2 separate regions of the Mus musculus genome follow, and region 1 is linked to region 2. A link is a contact called in public HiChIP or PLAC-seq data. All regions are on one chromosome and are shown on one strand. The core of a region is the stretch at or near the end of the contact, and the rest is flanking DNA. Distances in the headings are between cores, read along the strand shown. Region 1 holds the start of Zfp697 (zinc finger protein 697). Region 2 overlaps Gm5544 (predicted gene 5544).

Region 1 (2,700 bases), core at 113-2,612, 440 kb before region 2:
TATACATTAAGTAATCACCATATGTTTCCTTAAGAGAAGGGATGCACACTTGTATACACATAGAAGATCAGAAAGGCATCAGAGGCAGGTGAATTAATTCCCTTATGGGAGTCACACTCCGGTTGTGTTTAAACTTGCCCATTTGTCCATAGCAGCTCACAAAGACCACCAACTCGCTAGCTATTGCCACATTTACCACAACGGTCTCTTGGGAAGAGACCCACTATATGGGAATGCTGACAGCCAACGGAGCCTGACTCAACAGGCAGGATTACAGCACTAAATTAAATTATGCCTCATACTCATGTGGGGGGTGGCTGATTCACTGCGGGGGGGGGATGGGGGCGTGGTTAAGAAAATAAAGGTTAAATCAGAGGAAGTCCCAGAGGAAGTCTTAAAGTCCCGTTCTAGAGACCTGCTATTGTGTGCTCTGGCTGTAAGGTACATCCAGGGTCTCTGTCTCACTGTTCCTCTTCACCATCCCTCATGCTAACATATGCCTCACCCCAGGCCACCTGAGCCTCAATAAGCTCTCTGGCCGCAGGCTCCAGCTCTGTCCACCACCTGCCCATGATCAGCCAACGTGGATATTTGTGGTTGGGGATTCTAGCAAAACCAGACAACGACCCCTCCTGAGCCACGCGCGGCTGGCTAGCTCAGCCTTCCTTTCGCAGGTCCTCATTGTACCTTTCTCCCAGTCCGATCGCAGCCCCCAGGTGGCAATCCGAATCGGTCAGACAGATGGGAGGAGCAGGTAACAGACACGTTTCACAAGGGCCAAAATGAACCTGCTGACCTTCGCAAAGTCCCCGCCTTCATCCCCTTCCTCACAGTGGGGCTGGGGGCACTGACTTAGTAGGCAAAGGGAGCACGATCTAAGCTGATGCACCGATGCACACAAAGCCTTTCACCTTCTGCTTGTCTTGCAAGCTCCTCCCTGGGCTTGGTCTCCCAGGGTCTCTGATGCCCCCTTCGGTGGTCTGTGGGACGGTCCGACTTGCTCTGGCAGCGCAGTCTCAGCCTCCTCCTCCCCTCCCCTCGCCACAGAGACCAAAGGGAGCTCAACCCAGCTATAGGACACGAAGGGTCCCCTTCTGTCCTTGGTTCCTGAGCCCACGGGGTGGCGGACCACAGTCCAGTGTGCGAAGGACAGCTTCGCGCGGCAGCTCAGCCACAGCACACATCCCAGCCCCTAGATGATCAGCTCAGGTTCCCAGCTCCCTATCCGCGAAGCCGGCGCGCCCAGCCGCAGCAGCGCTCCTACCTGTGATGCGCCGGGCAGCTCTGAGCGCACTGCCCAAGCCTGGCGCCCGGTGCTGAGGCTATGCAACCGCGGGCTGGCACTCGGGCTGGCTGCCCACTACCTCCTCGCTGGGGCTTCCTGTGGGGCTGGACAAAGGACATTTCCTGGGAGGAGCAGGGAATGTTCCCAGCATGCCTCGATTTGTAGTTCACCGAGACTTCCTGCCACCGCAGCAACAACGGGGGCTCTACTCAGACCCCAGGACTGGAGGAGAGGACCCTGTCGGGCTGTAGTAGCTCGGAGCCGATGGCCGACCCGCCGCCGCTTGGTAGAGTCGCGATCCTGCAGACGCATGCTGCCCTCACACGCTTGCTGCCCTGGGCGCGCAGTGCGAGCGGCCTTTTCTTTAGAAGTGAACTTTGTGATATGCTCTCTTTACGTCGGCTTCCCCCACCCCACCCCACCCCACCCCACCCCCGCTTCTTCTTCTAATAGATGGTCTTCCATAAGGTGAGGCTGGGGGAGGCGAGCATACTCTGACACTCAGCCTAGCCTGGGACTCACCTAGACAACTCACCGCGATTCTTCTTCCTACTCTTCAGGTGTATACCAACCCGAGTTTGTTGTTTTGCTTTGTTTCTGTTGTGCGCTAATCTACCTTAAAGCCCCCTGCATGCGTGGCCAGTGCTCTGTCCATCTACCAACTTTTTCACCTCCCAGGTTCTCTAGCTCAGTGTTTCTCAACCTGTCTGTCACGACCCCTTGTGGATCAAATGGTCTTCTCGCAGAAGTGGCCTAAGACCATCAGAAAACACAGATATTTATCAACATTACAGTTGATAAACAGTAACAAAATTATAAAGTAGCAATGAAAATAATGGTTAGGAGTCACCACAACATGAAGGGTCGCAGCATTAGGAAGGTTGAGAACCACAACTCTATGCAGTCAGGACTCTGGCTGTGGCCTGTTTAAGAAAAACATTTGGCTGCTCTTCTGGTATCCAGGCTCCTTAAAGATCTTAGCACTTTTGCCCTAAAAACCATGCAGAGCTGATCATTCCTAGATCCTGGCCTGGTGACATCCCTTTTCTCCACTGTTGGCCTCTGCCCAGGCTTCTTTTTAAGAGAAGTAATTGAGAGATAAAAAATAAACTTCATGAATTACATATGTGAGAGCCTAAATGACAAGCCGGATGGTGGAGCACACCTTTAATCCCAGCACCCAGGAGGCAGAAGCAGATAGATCTCTGTGAGTTATAGGCCAGCCTGGTCTGCAGAGGGAGGTCTAGGACAGCCAGGGCTAAACAGGAAAATTTTGTCTTGAAAGCAAAAAGCAAACACACAAAAACTAAATGACTAAAAGCTGAGCTGAGTCATTTTACCAAAGGATGGCAGGAAGGGTATAGTAAGTCAATCAAGGAAAGGATGGGTCCTAAGATTTTCTAGAATACTTGAAA
Region 2 (2,700 bases), core at 30-2,529:
TTACATGCCATGGCATCATGAAACGTGCTCCTGTTTTGGAGACTTGGATATTTCCAGCCTTGCAGATGATTATAGACAATGCTGTCATTAATATCCCCACTCCCTGCTTTTGCATATCTTATTTCTCTGGGGCAAATTTCCAGAAGTTAGATTACACAGTCACAGGATGTTGTTTGTATAATATTAATGACATTTTGTTATATTACACAGTAGGGTCAGGGGTCCTTTGTGTGTGTGTGTGTGTGTGTGTGTGTGTGTGTGTGTGTAAGAGACAGAGAGACAGAGACAGAGAGAGGCTGACTGATTGATTGTGGCTGGGGTCATTGGCTCATGCCACAGGGATCCTGTGGTGGTCAGAGGACGACAGTAAACCTGCTTCTCTCCTTTTGCCTTTGTCGGGTGCTGGTGATTGAACCCAAGCCATCAGACACACTGCGAAGTGCCGTTGCCTACTGTGCAAACCTCACCTACCAGGTCTCTTAATTTGTCGAGATTCAGAATCCTCTCCTACCCCCGGCATCTCTAACTTCCTCCCTCTCTTCTCTGACTCTCTCTGGCTTTCTTTTCTCTCTCTCCTTTCTTTTTGGGGGAACATATAAAGGGGAAAACTTAACAAAGCAGGACAGAGGTTACAGTGTTCACAGAGGAAGGCAGGAAAAGGCAGAGGATATTTCTTCTTTATTACTTGTTTCTTGTCTTTCAGCTGCAGAAAGCAGGCAGCAGCTGCTTCCCCGGGTGGAAGAGAATCCTCTGAGACAATCAGCAGCCTGAGGGAGGGCCCTGCTTACTCAGACTTTCTCGCCTTCTGGGGAGATCAATGGACTTTGCCATTTCCATTATCTTTCACAATATCCCCTGGTGCTAGCTCAAACTGCCCTCTCTGAACAAACATTCCTCTCTGGGGGGCGGGAGGCTTGCTAAACTTTCTGGCTCTTTTATTCCCAGCCTCTATCAGTGGGAGCTCTTTGAAAGGGCCTGTCGTTCCTTCAACTCCAAAGCCTACCTGCTCAATTTTCCTTTTCTAATTTTACGCTAGGTATGAGGTGGGCACTTTCCTTATTAGAATCAGTTTTCTGGTGAATTCTAGAGTCTCCCTGTGACTGGTGCTAATGCTAAGATTCATGGGGGAAGTGCAGGAGACTCTGTTAGCAGCAGTGTTAGCAGCAGTGTTAGCAGCAGTGTCAGCAGCAGTGTTAGTAGCAGTATTAGCAGCAGTGTTAGCAGCAGTGTTAGCAGCAGTGTTAAGCTGGTTGACTCGGGCTTCCCAATCTGAAACCTTACTGCCAGGCTACAGCAGTCAAGACCTATTCAGCGTAAACACACTCAGATCAGCGGGACAGAAACACAAGCCCTAACAGTTATGCTCAATTGAATTTTGACAAAGGCACCAAAAGAATTCAACAGGGTGGGGGATGGTCTCTTAAACAAATGAAAAGCCACTGGAAAGACTGGATATCCATGTACAAAAGAATCGATTTGGACAAATGCTTAATATCGTGCACAATAATAAGCTCCCAGTGGATTGTAGACCTGAATATCTGAGCTAGAACTAGACAACTTAGAATATTAAGCAGCCTTGAGTCACGTGATGATCTTCACTATAACAGAAAGACACGAGCTGATAAAAAAGACAAAATAACAGGTGACATCTTGAACTTCATTAAAATTGCACACATCTGTGCTTTGAAGGACACAAGAAGGAGAAAGGAGGAGTCTGGAGGTGGCACATACCTTTGATCCCAGTACTCAGGAAATAGGCCCCAGTGACTTTGAGACTAGAGACTAACCTGGTGAATTCCATTCCAGATATGGGGTTTGTACTTGAAATATTCACAATCCAATAATAAGAAGCCAAGCTGGGCAGTGGTGGCGCACACCTTTGATCCCAGCACTTGGGAGGCAGAGGCAGGCAGATTTCTGAGTTCGAGGCCAGCCTGGTCTACAGAGTGAATTCCAGGACAGCCAGGACTATACAGAGAAACCCTGTCTCAAAAAACAAAACAAAACAAAACCCAATAATAAGAAGCCAAATAATCAAAAATGTGAAAGGACACTGAGTGAGGGATGTAGCTCAGCGGTAGAATGATTAACTACAGTGCACCAGGCCTTGGGTCTAACCCCCAGCATCACAAAATAAAGAGGCAAATAAAAATGGGCAAAAGATTATAATTTTATTCCAAAGTAATTATAGAAATGGCTGATAAGTCATTAGGTCACAGAAAGCAAATCCCTGCCTGGTCAGAGAGCTCTGCTCGCCACCATGACTACAATAAAACACGCAGAGAAACAATTACTGCTGAGGAGAAAGAAATTATAGACCTTATTGCTGCTGGTGGGAAAATACAATGGAAGCATCCCCTTTGAAACGGCTTGACAGTCCCTCGGAACCCCGAGGATGGAGTTACCACGATCTAGCAATTCCACTCCTAGGTGTGTGCCCCAGAGAGGTGCAAACATGTCTATACAGAGTCTGCACAGAGTGGAAACAACCTAGCTGTCCACCAGCTGATGAACAGATAAGGTGTGACACATCTGTCCGGTATAATGTTATTTAGTAACAAAAAAGGAATCGAGTTCAGACAGATGCTACAGTGTGACTGAATCTCCAAAGAATTCCTGTAAATAAAAGAAGTCAGAAATTAAAGATGTCATACAGTGTGGCACCATTTACATACAATGTCAGAACAGGCGAATGGAGCC

Evidence for each region. HiChIP or PLAC-seq counts read pairs in DNA pulled down with a chosen protein or histone mark.
Region 1: an H3K4me3 HiChIP or PLAC-seq map of forebrain shows a contact between it and region 2, with 5 times the contacts expected there. The contact joins the promoter of Zfp697 here to the enhancer-like site in region 2. A contact is called at or near these places in 8 of 39 promoter capture datasets (3T3-L1-derived adipocytes, the C10 cell line, embryonic stem cells and 4 more), 1 of 15 datasets of contacts at CTCF or cohesin (the NIH/3T3 cell line), 3 of 115 datasets of contacts at active chromatin or transcription factors (bone marrow-derived dendritic cells, forebrain and pancreatic cancer cells) and 1 of 9 other capture datasets (embryonic stem cells).

The regions. Positions count from the first base shown.
Region 1 is chr3:98,381,143-98,383,842 of GRCm38.p6, reverse strand. It overlaps Zfp697 (zinc finger protein 697), which reads right to left and starts at 1,362. Exons shown (of 3, transcript NM_172863.4): 1 at 1,265-1,362. It also overlaps a transcript of Gm52610 not described here.
Region 2 is chr3:97,937,915-97,940,614 of GRCm38.p6, reverse strand. The region is part of intron 1 of Gm5544 (predicted gene 5544); the gene reads right to left. Among named protein-coding and RNA genes, the nearest start is that of Gm5544, 9.1 kb to the right of the region's middle. Within about 2 kb of position 1,279, at least 85 of the 459 cell types and tissues checked have an H3K27ac peak or open chromatin away from gene starts, as enhancers often do. A contact at or near this core is called in forebrain and neural stem cells, where this site is marked.